Linked DNA regions of Capra hircus: region 1 is linked to region 2. The links are chromatin contacts, called in public Hi-C maps. All regions are on one chromosome and are shown on one strand. Each heading gives the region's core, a stretch centred on a gene start, on an enhancer-like site or on the middle of the called end of the contact. The rest is flanking DNA. Distances are from core to core; before and after follow the strand shown.

What was found. A called contact is a pair of places that touch in the nucleus more often than the background predicts.
Region 1: a Hi-C map of liver shows a contact between it and region 2, with 3 times the contacts expected there. The contact joins two enhancer-like sites. A contact is called at or near these places in 2 of 5 Hi-C or Micro-C datasets (blood and liver).

Annotation. Positions count from the first base shown.
Region 1 is chr25:39,099,969-39,107,069 of ARS1.2, forward strand. FAM220A (protein FAM220A) reads right to left here. Exons shown (of 2, transcript XM_018040920.1): 2 at 1,812-3,634. The coding sequence starts at 3,557. The coding sequence ends at 2,790. Among named protein-coding and RNA genes, the nearest start is that of FAM220A, 12 kb to the right of the region's middle. Within about 2 kb of position 3,278, at least 1 of the 5 cell types and tissues checked has an H3K27ac peak or open chromatin away from gene starts, as enhancers often do.
Region 2 is chr25:38,986,747-38,994,059 of ARS1.2, forward strand. USP42 (ubiquitin carboxyl-terminal hydrolase 42) reads left to right here. Exons shown (of 18, transcript XM_018040556.1): 15 at 1-121; 16 at 1,360-1,661; 17 at 3,763-3,806; 18 at 4,611-5,774. The coding sequence ends at 3,770. It overlaps CYTH3 (cytohesin-3), which reads right to left. Exons shown (of 13, transcript XM_018040557.1): 13 at 5,827-7,313. Among named protein-coding and RNA genes, the nearest start is that of USP42, 39 kb to the left of the region's middle. Within about 2 kb of position 1,810, at least 3 of the 5 cell types and tissues checked have an H3K27ac peak or open chromatin away from gene starts, as enhancers often do.

The DNA of each region.
Region 1 (7,101 bases), core at 2,028-4,527, 110 kb after region 2:
AATCCAAGGGACTCTCAAGGGTCCTCTCCAACACCACAGTTCAAAAGCATCAATTCTTTGGCGCTCAGCCTTCCTTATGGGCCCACTCTCACATTCATATGTGACTACTGGAAAAACCATCGCTTTGACTATATGCACCTTTGTCGGCAAAGTAATGTCTCTGCTTTTTAATAAACTGTCTAGATTTGTTATAGCTTTTCTTCCAAGGAGCATCTTTTAATTTTAATTAGTTCCCTGACCAGGGATCAAACATGGGTCCCCTGCAGTGCAGACTCAAGAGTCTTATCCACTGGACCACTAGGGAAGTCCCAACATTTCTTACTGTGTGAAATTACAGGAAATGGCTTATATGCATTTTAGAATACACACACAAAGCTCCAAAATACATGTGTTGCTTCCTAGCTATAAAATCAAGTCATGTAAGAATAACCAATGTAAACACAAGCTTCTTAATATTTTATTTTCTACAGGCTGGCAACTTCATAATCACTTCAAGATCTCAACATCCACTCCATGTGAAAAAGATTTCATGATTTCCAAATGTGAATAACCAAGTCCAAGATTTTGCACTGTACGCTGTTTCTAAATTTAAAGTGACTGTGCTGTCTAGTCCTTAAGAACAGAATCCATAAAGCAAAAAAGAAGAACATGCATATAGACGTCAGAACTTTTAAAACAGGCTTCCCTCAGTTTTCACTGCCAAAATGATACATTTAAAATATTTAAAATGAGAGATCCTTTTATAATTCAATCATGGAAACAACTTATTCAAATGAGTATCTTATTTCTCTAATTGCTTCAAAAATAGAATGGTTTATAGAAGGCCATCCTTCACAGTCCTGAAACTTCATAGGTTTCATACGCTACATTTATCAGCACCTTTCTACCCCAGAACTTTCCACAGGAGGGGCCACCTTCGGACAGAGCTGGAGACAGCACGGCACCAGAAGCAACGATGTCAGCAGTGGATGTACTAAAAAACAATGCGAGCAAAGACGCTACTGTGAGCTTTTCCACAAAGCTTTCATAAAAACACTTACCTTATTCTGACGTAACTATACGAAAACACTTCAAGTTAGTTTGTGTGTGCTAAGTCGCTTCAGCCGTGTTTGACTCTGAGACTTCATGGACCATAGCCCGCCAGGCTCCTCTGTCCACGGGATTCTCTAGGAAAGAGCACTGGAGTGGGTTGCCACGCCCTCTCTTCCCAATCCAGGGATCAGATCCACGTGGGTTTGATCACACCACCGTTTCCTGCCTTGGGGAGCAGATTCTTTACCACTAGTGCCACAAGTTAATTTAGTTAATGCTAATTAGGGAACTCTGAATTTGTTCTTTGCAACTGTTTGAAAATTCACATACTTGGAATTTACAAAAGAAAGAGAGCTGACATGTCATGGAAACCTCCATCTCAAAGTAGACTGAGTTTAAAACAACAAAAAAAGGGGGCGGTGGGGAGGGTGTTGACAAGAAAACTGATCCCATTCTAAAACACTGAAATGTGTCATCTCGCTTCCCCACCCGTTGGTGACTCTGAGGTGGAGAGTCCACTAGCCAGGGCTTGCTTCTGTCAGTTGGGTCGGTGTCCTTTTAGACTGGCTGCAGACCACTGTTTCACGAGGGTGAGCACCCGCTCCACAAGGAGCATAATACACTGTTTCACTCTATCTGGAGAGTTGAGTTCCAGAGTAATTTTACATTTTGCTTTTCATTCTCTGCTTCCAATCTTCTAAATCAGTGAACAACTTTTCGCAAACAGACTGAAGTATGAGGAAGGCTGCATTAATAATAAAGACAAGGGGAACCAAGACTACACACGTAAAATAAGGTATTTATTATGCTAAAGAACAGGTTTTATTTTTCATTTCCCCAGAACACTAAAATAGCACACAGCATGGTAATTTAGCACGCGATATAAACTGATAAATGCAATCAATACCTCCGGAAATGGGGCGTCTTCCTTTGGTCTCCTTAAAAACTGCTCTTCAGGGCGTTTCATCGAATTACCAGCACACGACAAAAGGGGTCAGCGCAGAAAAAGGTTAGTGCAGGAGACACCTCAACTCCTAGGAGCTGGCCATCTTCCGTAAGGGGAAATACTTGCTTTTTTTTTACCCCCCCTATGACTGCGCTCCGGCAGACAGGCTCAAGCTCATTTTTTATTTTGGGTTAACACTGCTAGGGTTCCTAGTTTGAGGGAGGGTTATCTAAAGGTAATGTCAATATTGCAACTTTCACCGTAGGGCCTCCATGTAAAATGCATGTCAAGTGGAAGGAAAGGGGTGTGAGAAATGATATCAGCTTTTGCTCAAATTATTCTACAAAACGCAGAAATGACAACAGCTTACCATCAACTTGGCTTGGCTCAGACCAAGCCCAGCAGGGTTGACTTTTACAAATATCTACTCTCGTCAGAGAACAGGCTGGAGAGGGAGTGCCTGGGACGGCGGCCCTGCCAGATGGTGCTGAAGGTAAACTCAAAGCTTGCTGTTACAGCTTTCGATTCTCATCTGATAGCTGTGTAAGGTAATGTCAATAACCTCCTTGACATGGCTTCCCAAGCCTAAATGTCTTTCAAGTACAGAGACTGCCTTCTGTATCAACCAGCTTTCTGTGGGTTCAAGTTCCACTGACTTTAAGTCTGTCTGGTCACACGAATCAAAGCCGGAGCTTCACTGCCGCGCCATGTGCGTCCAGAGTTTACACAAAAGAAAGCATTCAAGGACAGCGCTTAGTCTCACTATTTTTATTGGTCTGCCTGTACCTTAACCACGGCATAACAGATTTGCTCATTCAAAAGCTTGTGCAGCCAGTGACGCCACTGTTATCTGCAGATCATCTGAGGTACTTTTTTCCCATGAAAGCATTTTCTTGTATTCTACTCTTGGCTCTGAAAACATGGGCCCTGAACGGCCAGGGAAAACACTTTTCGTCTCATCATTCAAGAATATTAGGGGAAGAGCATGCAGCAGGATGGATCGCAGGCAAGAGGGCGCCGACGCAGAGTCCAGCTTCTCCAGGAGAGCACGGGGCGGGTCAAACTCAGAAACCCCCTTTGCGGACCCTCTCTGCCGGCCCAGCAGTCCTGACCCCCGGGGCTCTCTGCCGAGGCTCCATCCTCCGTGGCCGCCAGGGGGCCTGGGCACTGCCCGCGGCCAGTCCGTGCCCGGAGCCTCCCCGACGCCGCGGGCCAGCCCGGCACTCCGCTCCCCTGCCGGAGCCGAGGGCAGACCCGCAGGGTTGCTCTGCGCAGCCGCTGAGGCCGAGTTTCTCCGTACTGCTGCTTGCCACCGCGGAAGCGCTTCGAGGCCACTGCGAGGCGAGGGGCTGGCGCCACGCGGGTCACGCTTTGTTTCCAGTGATGACTCCTCCTTTCCTGGATCTCCCCGGGCATCGACCGCAGGCCTCCTCGCCCAGGAAGCGGCATCTGCTGGGCCAGGGCTCGCCTCCTGCCTTCTCTCGCTCCACAGTTCTCTGCACGAGGCTCTGTCCGAGGCGGCGCCCGCTCCCTGCTCCTCCGCAAGGTGGGTGCAGAGAGGCGTGCGTCTGTCCCTCATGCTGTGTCTCTGACACCCTGAGCCCCAGGACACGCCCGTCAGTCCGCGGAAGGTCTTCAGTGGATCTCAATGTGAACCTGGAAAAGACCAACAAATTACAGGGTAATAATGAAGACGGCATCTCGGCAGAGTCCACACACACCAGGTATTTCCCAGCAAATACGAAGGTCCCTGACAGTATCCGGTACCAAGGATTCCCACACTGTGATAGAAAACAGGATGTCAACCTACCAATTAGCAAATCACAACGAAAAGAACAGTACTTGATTAATGCAGTATTTCCTGAAATACTTAAATATGCACTGAGGCTCTGTACTTTTCATGGCAATGTAGTTATTTGTGCAGGTTCAATAAAAAGCGGCTCCCTTTAACCAGGATAAACTAGATGACTCAATCAAGCAACCAAGGCCTCACCCAGAGTGTCCTATTTGAGAATGAGATTCAGTGACTCAGGCAGGGCAAGCCACTTCTAAGGAATGGACAACTTTACTTATGCTGTTGCTGGGTTGCTAAGTCATGTCTGACTCTTTGGGACCCCATGGACTATATATAGCCCACCAGGCTCCTCTGTCCACGGATCTTCCCCACCCAGGGACTGAACTGACATCTTCTGTATCAGCAGGCAGATTCTTTACGGCTGAGCCACCGGGGAACCTCATGTCTACTCAGGGCATAATCTATACAAGGATGACTATTATTCTATATAACACTGACACAAATACATTCGGGCAGCATAAAGCTATATGCAAACATAAGGTGCAATTATTTTTTTGTATTTTGAATATTTATTTGGTGGCGCCAGATCTTCAGTTGCGGTGTGTGAGACCTAGTTCCCTTACCTGGGATGGGCCTAGTTCCCTTCCGCTGGGAGGGTGGAGTCCTCGCCACTGGACCATCACGGACATCCCCAGTTCTTTTTTTTTTTTAATTGCTATACAACTGACATAAAATATATTAGTTTCAGTTGTTCAGTTCAGTCGCTCAGTCGTGTCTGACTCTCTGCGACCCCATGAATCGCAGCACGCCAGGCCTCCCTGTCCATCACCAACTCCCGGAGTTCACTCAGACTCACGTCCGTCGAGTCTGTGATGCCATCCAGCCATCTCATCCTCTGTCGTCCCCTTCTCCTCCTGCCCCCAATCCCTCCCAGCATCAGAGTCTTTTCCAATGAGTCAACTCTTCGCATGAGGTGGCCAAAGTACTGGAGTTTCAGCTTCAGCATCAGTCCTTCCAGTGAACACCCAGGACTGATTTCCTTTAGGATGGACTGGTTGGATCTCCTTGCAGTCCCAAGGGACTCTCAAGAGTCTTCTGCAACACCACAGTTGAAAAGCATCAATTCTTCGGCGCTCAGCTTTCTTTCACAGTCCAACTCTCACATCCATACATGACCACTGGAAAAACCATAGCCTTGACTAGACGGACTTTTGTTGGAAAAGTAATGTCTCTGCTTTTTAATGTGCTATCTAGGTTCGTACAACCTAGTAATTCAATGTCTGTATATAGCACTGCAAGAAGTCAACACCACAGCTGTACCTGGTGGTGCAACTCCAGTTACAAAGCACAGCCAACGCTCTCACGGTTCACCAAGGCAACCTAACTTCTCGCAAATTAACTCTCCAAAGCATGTTATTTTAAACCTTACGTTTAATTTTACTGATCTAAATATATTAAAAATGACCGTTTTCCTGAAATGGAAGCATTCCTAAACATATTTTAATACATATTAGAACAGGTTTTTTTTTAATTCTTAAGAAAAATAGGTCATTTAATATGGGCCAACTCTTAGGAAAACTGGGTTCTAACTACTTTTATTATATCCTTATAGGATAACTTAGTACAGTCCAGAAAGGTGAAGTGTTGTCAGAATTGTTACAATATTTTAAATGAGATACCAGTATTTTGGCCAACACACGCGAAGAGCTGACTCATTGGAAAAGACTCTGATGCTGGGAGGGATCGGGGGCAGGAGGAGAAGGGGACGACAGAGGATGAGATGGCTGGATGGCATCACTGACTCGATGGACGTGAGTCTGAGTGAACCCCGGTAGTTGGTGATGGACAGGGAGGCCTGGCGTGCTGCGATTCATGGGGTCGCAAAGAGTCGGACACGACTCAGCGACTGAACTGAACTGAACTGAATGTAATCATACCTTTGATAATGACAAAGTAATCATGTACTCAACCCTGAATATGCAATGGAAGGACTGATGCTGAAGCTAAAGCTTCAATACTTTGGCTACCTGATGTGAAGAGCCAACTCACTGGAAAAGACCCTGATGCTGGGAAAGACTGACAGCAGGAGGAGAAGGGGCGGACAGAGGATGAGATGGTTGGATGGCATCATCGACTCAATGGCTATGAATCTGAGCAAACTCCGGGAAATAGAGGAGCGTGGCGTGCTGCAGTCCACGGGGTGGGCGAGAGTCGGACACAACTTAGCCACTGAACAACAGTAACAAATAACAAGAGCCTAAGCTGCTCACGTGAGATCTAGCTCTTCAGTCAACTCAGTAATAAACTAGGTATTCAGTTCTTTACAGAAAGACTTCAGTAGGTGAGCTAGACACTCTTGGCTGTGAGCCCTCAACCAGATGACTTTTGATATTACTTATACACTGAGAGCCAGAAATAACTTTCAAGTAATTTCTAAACAGAATCATCCATGCAGCATCCTCTGTGGTTCCCCCTCCCTGTACTGAACGTGTATTGGTACACTGTATCTCGCCCGATAAAGCACGCACAATTACACCATGAGCCGTCCTCGGCCCAGCTACCATCTCCCACCCCTCAACCCCCAGATCTACAAAGCAATGAGCAGCATAAACTACGGCAAACTGACTTATCCACAAACACCGAGAGCCCTTCCCCCTAAATGAGGGAAGTCTATTCTGAAATTCTAGACAGTGTGATTCAGGACGTTCCCAGTGGTTCAGGGGTTAAGAATCCGCCTGCCAACACAGGGGGCACAGGTTCGATTCCTGGTCCGGAAGTTCCCACGTGGAGCAGGGAACTAGGTCCATGTGCCACAGTGAAGACCCAGCGCAGCCAAAATTAAATTAAAAATAAATAAAAACACAGTATGGGGCAAGAGAAACAAAGTGCAGGGCTGGGCGTCAATTCCTGAGCTCACTCCTTACCTCCCTCACCAGTGCCTGCCCCCTGCCCCGCCCCAGAAACAGACTACGGTTGAATACACAGCGGCTGCGGGGGCTAGGTGTGGAGGGAATAGGCTGTCGGTCGGGCCCACGGCCTCGGGGCAACAGGAGCAACCTGGTCCTGGCGGGCGCCCAGCTGGGCGACAGCAGGCCTGACCCGATTCGGCAGCTGCGCCCTCTGGGGCGGTCACCTTACCCTCCCCAACCTGCGCTATTCATGGCTTCAGGGACGCGATGGTCTGGATACCATTGCTCTGGAAACTAAAAATACCCCCACCTCTGTGCCGCTGCCAGCCAGCCAGCAACGCTATTCCCGAAGGGGGCTGGGGGCTGGGTTAGGCGGGGGACACAGCTGAACACAGGGCAGCTGCTCAGCCGGACGACCA
Region 2 (7,313 bases), core at 560-3,059:
TAGAAAAGAAAGCCTGGAGAAGCTTACAGAAGGACCCTGTAGAGGAGCCCAAAGTGAAGAAGCACAAAAAGTCGAAGAAGAAAAAGAAATCCAAAGACAAACACCGGGACCGAGACTCCAGGTGAGGGGCGGCTGCGTGTGGGGGGTGCGCCCTCCGCACCCAGCCTGCGGATGGGTGAGGGCTCTGTCGTGTGTAGCTTTCATCTCGGGGGGTTTGGGACTGCCCTGTTTTTATCGATTCCTAAACCTTAGCTCTGTTTTTCTTAGCGGTATCTTATTATGTGGTTTTATAAAACACCCAAAAACCCGGTCTTTCAAGACGTGGCTGTGTTTAGTTGGTGCTTTGTAACTCTGAGTACACATGCGGCATTCAGGAGGTGAAGCTTGGGACTGTCCACCTTCACAGTGGTGGTGGTGGTTAGTTGCTCATTTGTGTCCAACTCTGTGACCCCATGGACTGCAGCACTCCAGGCTTCCCTGTCCTTCACCATCTCCCAGAGTTTGCTCAAGCCCATGTCCATCGAGTCAGTGATGCCATCCAACCATCTCATCCTCTGTTGTCCCCTTCTCCTCCTGCCCTCAGTCTTTCCCAGCATCAGGGTCTTTTCCAATGAGTCTGCTCCTCATATCAGGTGGCCAAAGTATTGGAGCTACAGCTTTAGTATCAGTCTTTCCAATGAATATTCAGGGTTGATTTTTTTTAGGATTGACTGTTAACCTATTTATTCACAGATGTAGTTATAATGCTACGTCTGTTGATACTCTCCAACAAATTGTCCAGTGAGATTTCAAACTGAGTTTCTATTTCTCCATTTCTCAGTTTGAAATCTCATTGGGAAGTTCTTGTATTTTTTAAAAGCTAAATTGGTCAGCAGCTTTCTGGAAAATGACTTCTCCATGAGGAGAGGGCTGAGCACACAGTATACACTGGTGTCTCTTAAGAGCGAGACCCTGGGAGAGGTTACCTACCAGGAGCCACAGGTGAAGAGTGGTTACTTGAAGGAAAAGGACATCAAACCTCCTTCCTTCTGTGTGCCTGACGCACCGGGCAAAGATACTTTTTCCTTTAGCCACTAACTAGTTTCAGGAAAAGGTGGTGGAGTCCTTCCTTCCTCTGGTGCTTTGGCCAGAGCTCTTCTCCCCAAAGTTAAAGGCTGCGGTGGGGACAGGTTGAAACTGGTGAGGTTATGACCCTGGACTTAATTATTACAGTGAAAACCGCATGTTTCATTAGGAGAGCCTCACTTGTGTGTGCGTGCTGAGTGTCCGCAGAAGTGGGTGTGAGTCAGAGAGAGGACCAGTTCTCCTTGGGGAGGTTTGCTTTCCTAGTGGCCCTAGTCCTGGCTTTGTCTTCGGCAGGCATCAGCAGGATTCAGACCTTTCCGTAGCGCACTCTGACGCTGACCTCCACAGACACAAGAAGAAGAAGAAGAAAAAGAAGAGACACTCGAGGAGATCAGAGGACTTTGGGCGAGATTCAGAACCGCGCTTGCCCAAGGCAGCCAGCTGTGAGACTGTGGACCATTTCCGGAGAGCCGAGGGCGCCTTCCCCCTCGCAGACGGCCTGCCGCTGGAGGGCGCGGCACCTTTCTGTGAGAAAACCAAACACTTCAGGATGGAGAGCCGGGAGGTCAGGTGTCGGCTGTCCGAGTGCGGCCAGGGTAAGGGGGCGCGCGGGGCGAGCGGCCGCGGAGGGGGCGCGCTGGGCGTGGCGGCCATAGGCGCCCTTCCCTCGGGAGGAGGCGGTCGCTGGAGGAAGGAGCCTCACAGGGCGGAGCAGCTGTCAGTCTCGCTGAGCCCCGCCCCGCGTCCTCACCCGCCTCCCGCGAGGCAGAGCCGGGAGCCTGTGCTGCGTGTGGCTCTGGGCGTCTGACTGGGGACAGACCTGTTCAGACGCCATGTTTGACAGAAATACTGTTGTGGTACCTCCTTTCTCTCCCGGGTCCTGAACCCGTGCCCGTTGTGAGGAGACCCTGGAAGTCTGTCTGGTGACCGGTGCGCAGGCGTCACGCCTCTGGCCCGGGTCTCGGGCTACGGCTGCAGGTGGGGGTCCCGGGCGACCGCACGCTGCCGGGCTCTGGGATTCCTGTCTGCCCTGCAGGGCTTGGCCCACTTGTAACTTCCTAGCCTCTCCTGCTCTGACCGCCTGTACGCAGCCCTTCTGGCTTTCTTAGCTGTTCCCCTGACCTTCGACCCTAGAAGGAGTGCTGAGCCTTGCAGGGGGCCGAGGGTGGGACGCCACCTTCACATGGCCCACCGGTTGGGAAGGATTGGACATTTTTAAATGGTTGCCGCTGCTGCTAAGTCGCTTCAGTCGTGTCCGACTCTGTGCGACCCCATAGAAGAAAGCCCACCAGGCTCCCCCGTCCCTGGGATTCTCCTGGCAAGAACACTGGAGTGGGTTGCCATTTCCTTCTCCAGTGCATGAAAGTGAAAGTGAAGCCGCTCAGTCATGTCCGACTCTTCGAGACCCCATGGACTGCAGCCCACCAGGCTCCTCCGTCCATGGGATTTTCCAGGCAGGAGTACTGGAGTGGGTTGCCATTGCCTTCTCCTTTAAGTGGTTGGAAGAGTCCAAAGAAGACTTGCATTTCACATGAAAATTTTGTGAAATTGATGTGTCAGTAAAGCTGCGCTGCAGCCCAGCCCGTCTATGGCCCCGCGGAGCTGGCAGAGCCCGGCCTGGGCCTTCCATGGACCAGCTTGCTGACCCCCCCACCCACCCTCACCCCCGAGGTGCCCCCTTGTGACCCTGCCTGCTGTCCGGGAGCCCCGGAGACCATGGGTTCTCTACTGTGTTCTGGACCCAGGGAGGTGTCATGCTGGTTAGGGGAGGACCCCCTCCCATGGCCCACAGTCACGTCATGGTTGGTGGAGGAGGGACAGATGGCCACACAGTGCACTGGCGTTTGGGAGAAGCAGAGATCAGGATAGGTGGGGTGTCTGGGGAGGGGTGGATGCCAGGGGTGCTTGGAGCAAATTAGAAGACTCGTGGGGCCATTAGGAAAGGGAAGCTAGGTGTCCTTTGCTGTGTTTGTTAAGATGGCAACAATGTGCATTTCCATCTTGATTTCCACCAACATTTCCACGGTTTGGGCCAGGGGCTGGATGAGATGAGTCCCTTCTGACTGCGTGTGGTGAAGTGGTCCGGGCAGGTCCTCAGGATTCTGTGTGTCTGCCTGAATCTTCCCTTTCAGGCTGCAGGTCTGTGGTGAGGACCACAGCCAGAGGCCACCAGCCCACCATAGGCACGGCTCACCCACAGAGCTGGCTTGGGGGACAGTAGGTGGCACGCAAAGCCCGGTAGTGGACATGTGGTGGCCCACATGCAGGTCTCCAGGGGCTGCAGGTGGGGGGGACCCTTTCCTGTCCTCTATCTGATGACGCTCAGATGCCCATCCTGTCCTGACCTCTGTCAGCTTTCAGAGGACGGACCTCTTCACCTGCTGGCGCCTTGACCTTTCCTCCAGACTCCTGTTCTCTGGCACCATCAAGCTCTGGATTTCTTTGACCCAGCGTTGAAATGCTGATGGGTTTGCTGGGATCAGATTGGGCTGTTCCCACGGGGACGTGGCCCTCAGTCACCATGTAAAAGCGTGTTTTCAGTGAAACCCTTGGAAGCACAGCTCGTGTAGGACTGATTTCAGGCAACGAGCCTGTCTGAGAACTGCTTCTAAGTTAATGACGTGATACGCACAGAGCACAGGTGCTAAAATTTTTGCCAAAACGTCATTAAAATGTTTCCTAACCTTTGCTTTCTAGGTGATTGAAAACTTGGCCTCAAAACAAAAACTTCACTAGTTATGGTGAGCTCTTTTCCTCTCTGCATGTTTGTCCTGACCGTTTGTGGAGCCGCTGAGGGGCCTGAGGAGGGAGCTTGGGGCTGCATGGGAGCAGGTGGGGAGTCAGCCCTTGAGGGGGGTGAGGTTCAGGGCCTTAGACACACTCCCTCACTGGAGAAAACGAGGGCAGGTCAGAAGCTTAAGTCATTTGAAAGATGGAGAAGCCATTTCTTCACAGCCCTACCTGAGGGCCTGAGGGAGGGGGCCCCTTCCCAAGACCGCTGTCCTGAGCTCTGGGCGCCCTGCTCCTCCCCACCCTGTGCTTGTTTCAGACGAGAAGGGCTTGGCTTGATCTGAATGAGGTTTGGGTGCTTTTTTACAGCAAGTCAAAGCCTCGAGCATCATCTCCAGGCCTGGTGCTCAGTGGTGCCGGTGGGGGTGGGGGAGGGACTTTTGCCCAAATGTGTAACTCCTCCTCAGCAAGGTGAGGTTTGAGTGAACTGTCTACAGAGGACCACCGTGCGGCCAGTGAACGCTTAGCAGCGAGTTTTCAAGGGGAAAGCCCTGAGCCCCGCTGAGGAATTCGCAGACTTTCTTCCTAGGGCGGCGGCTCCGAGTGCCCAGCAGAGGGCGCCCTCCCCACTGGCCTCCCAGCTACTGCCCGCAGGGAGGCCAGGGGGCTTTCCTAGAGACCTGGGGCATCTGCGAAGGGGCGGGGGGGGGGGGGGGGTGTGACGTGAATGGAAGACAGCCCAGCTGGGGCTCACCAGGCCCTGGGTTCCACTTCCTGCCTCTGGATCACTGACGCGGCTGCCTCTTGTCTTTCAGATTCACCGTGTTCAACAGAAGCCATCCCCAACCCAGCTTAAATTATAAATAGAGAAAATAACTTTGTTCAAATCTGCGTGGTGCTTCTTTAGTAAATACTGTACAGATTTTACCATGGAGGACGTTTTTTTTTTAGTTTTTACCTTTTCTTAATTACCCTTATTCCAAACGGATGAACACTTTCTACAACTGCTGACCATTGTAAATCTATAAACTGTGTATATAAATCACATTGAAAATAACGCCCTGGACTAGAACATCTCAAATGCTGCTTAATCACAGACTCAGGTTGATCACTCGTATTCCATGCAATGCTCCTCCAAGTTAGACATCCGGTGCAAGACCAGCCGGGAAACCATGGAATTATTAAAAGTACAAACTGACAGCGTGTATATTTAATTTAAAGACTTTATTTAAAGATTCACAAGCTCTCAACTAGACTTTTGAGAGCAGTCTGTTTTCTGTAATGTCTGATACTAGAAACTAATTTGCTTCATATTTTAGTTGTATTCAAGATTTGAAGATGTATTTTATAGACAAGTTCTGTTTTTGAACTTTGTGGAACTATTCCAATCAATTTACCAGTTATGATGAGTATTTACATTATGAATGTATAATCCAAACATTATTTGTAAGGCCTACAGTATGTTTTTATTACATAACACTTTTTTATACAGTGTCTCTTGTCTTGACTATGATATTGGAGTCTGAGTTGTCAGCTTGGTCCCTTAAAGTTTCTAGTTACAGACAAAATCATACTGTGATTTTATTTTTAATATGGATATGCTATCAAACTGTGATACACTTATAATTCACTGGTCCTGCATCAGGAGATGGAGTGGGGAAAACTGTATTTAATACAGTTTGTATCTGAATAATCTGTATGGTTTATACAGTTTGTGTTGTTCAGAGATGTCTAAAGTTTGATCTTTGTTTTTTTAAAGATTAAAAAAGCACTTGCCCCACTGTAAATATACAGCATGTAAAATTTATATAGTATATAAATGGCAGCAAATTAAACCTTTTGTGTCTTATTTTTTTACTGCTGTTTCCGCATTTGCTTGCAGACACTTCTCACGGACTTCTTTCTCTGCATTTACTTTCTTAAAACTTCTAAAGCTCCAGCCATGGGCTCTCGGCCCCACTGGTGAGAGCGTCCGGCGTGGGCTGCTTCACCCACACTCCCCCCGTTTTAAGAACCCAGCTGTAAGCAATCTTATTTTAACAATGTGTTTTTATTTAATGAACATAGTATTTGCCATTTGACAACCATACACTCTCCAGGCTTACCATTCACTTTACAACAAAATTATCAATAGATAAAAGGATACTTCTTCATGCACGTTGTAGGAGTATGTACATTGAATAACAAACACTCCAGAAATCAACATATATGTACATTATTTACATATTAACTATTTACTGTAAATAGAAATGTTTTCTAAGAAAAAATAAAACGAGAAATCACAATGTGTGGTTTCTGGTCTACAACAGACCTAACTTCTCAGCAAAGCACATCTACGTAGATATATGCATTTTAGCTTGAAAAATATGCATTGCTTTATATGCAGCATTAAATGCTGCTTCATCTATAAATAGCTCCTATTTGGACTTCGTTTGGTACCACATTAAACTGCTTAAGGATGTTGTGATCCTGAGGACACCTGCCTGTATGGGCCCAGGGTGTCCACTTAAACCCCACATGTCAGTGGGGCCGAGTGGGGCTGTGGAAGCCATGCCTCCCACCCAGCAGACCTTCCCTGCCTCCAGCCCTGTCGCTGGAGGGAAGCTCTTTGGCCAGAGTTGGGACAAGGCAAGTAATTCAAGCACTGAGTGCAGACGGGAGGGTGGCAGGGGGGTGAACAGGATCACACTGAGGTCCAGGCAACCAGGCCCGCCAGCCACAGACCTGTCCCCGCACAGCCCTGACCCAGCAGGGCTTCTGGACCAGGCCATCTGAGGGCTTAGTGGGGGGAGAACACCTTAAGCCTGTCAGGTTAATACTGTCACAACAAAACCTGCAATTCCATGACTTCACGTAACACTCCTAGGGCAAGGGACAGATCCTGAGCACCATGGCCTTCTGCATCTTTCTGGGCAAACAGCCGTCTGGTGAGGCTCCTTCACAAGTGGTCAGAGAAAATGTCTTACAGAGGTTTCCTTCCGCTCACTTCTCTCAACCCCACCCTGATGCAGACCCAAAAGACAGAAAGTCCTGTATCCCCAGGGTTCTAACCTGGATCAAACAAAGGAGAGAGAGATCGGTTGTCCCACACAAAATACGGATGGAGCCGGTGCCCCAGGCAGCCCAGGAGCGGGGCTGGCCCGAGGGGCGGGCGCTGCCGGTGTTGTCAGCAGTGTTTGGTCGGGTGGTCTGGGCAGCGTCTTTTCACAGAAGACTGGGGCCAGAGTTGCATATATGCCAGTCAGGCATTTCAAGAATGCTGACTTGCCTTTCTCAGAACTAGAGGTTTGAATCTGAGGTATTGGTACAGTAGCAAAGCCTAAATGCTTGGGAATGAACCAAAAAAGTCAGTTTGATGCCTGGTGGAGAGTCCTGGGCATGGCCCCCATGCAGTTTAGCATGACTGTAAGCTGCACGAGGCTGAGAGCCCACAGCCATTCCGTCTCAGCATCGAGGCAACTCCCAGGAAACATTTTCTCTGTTTTACCTCTCTATGCATAGGCTGAGGTGGTCTTTCT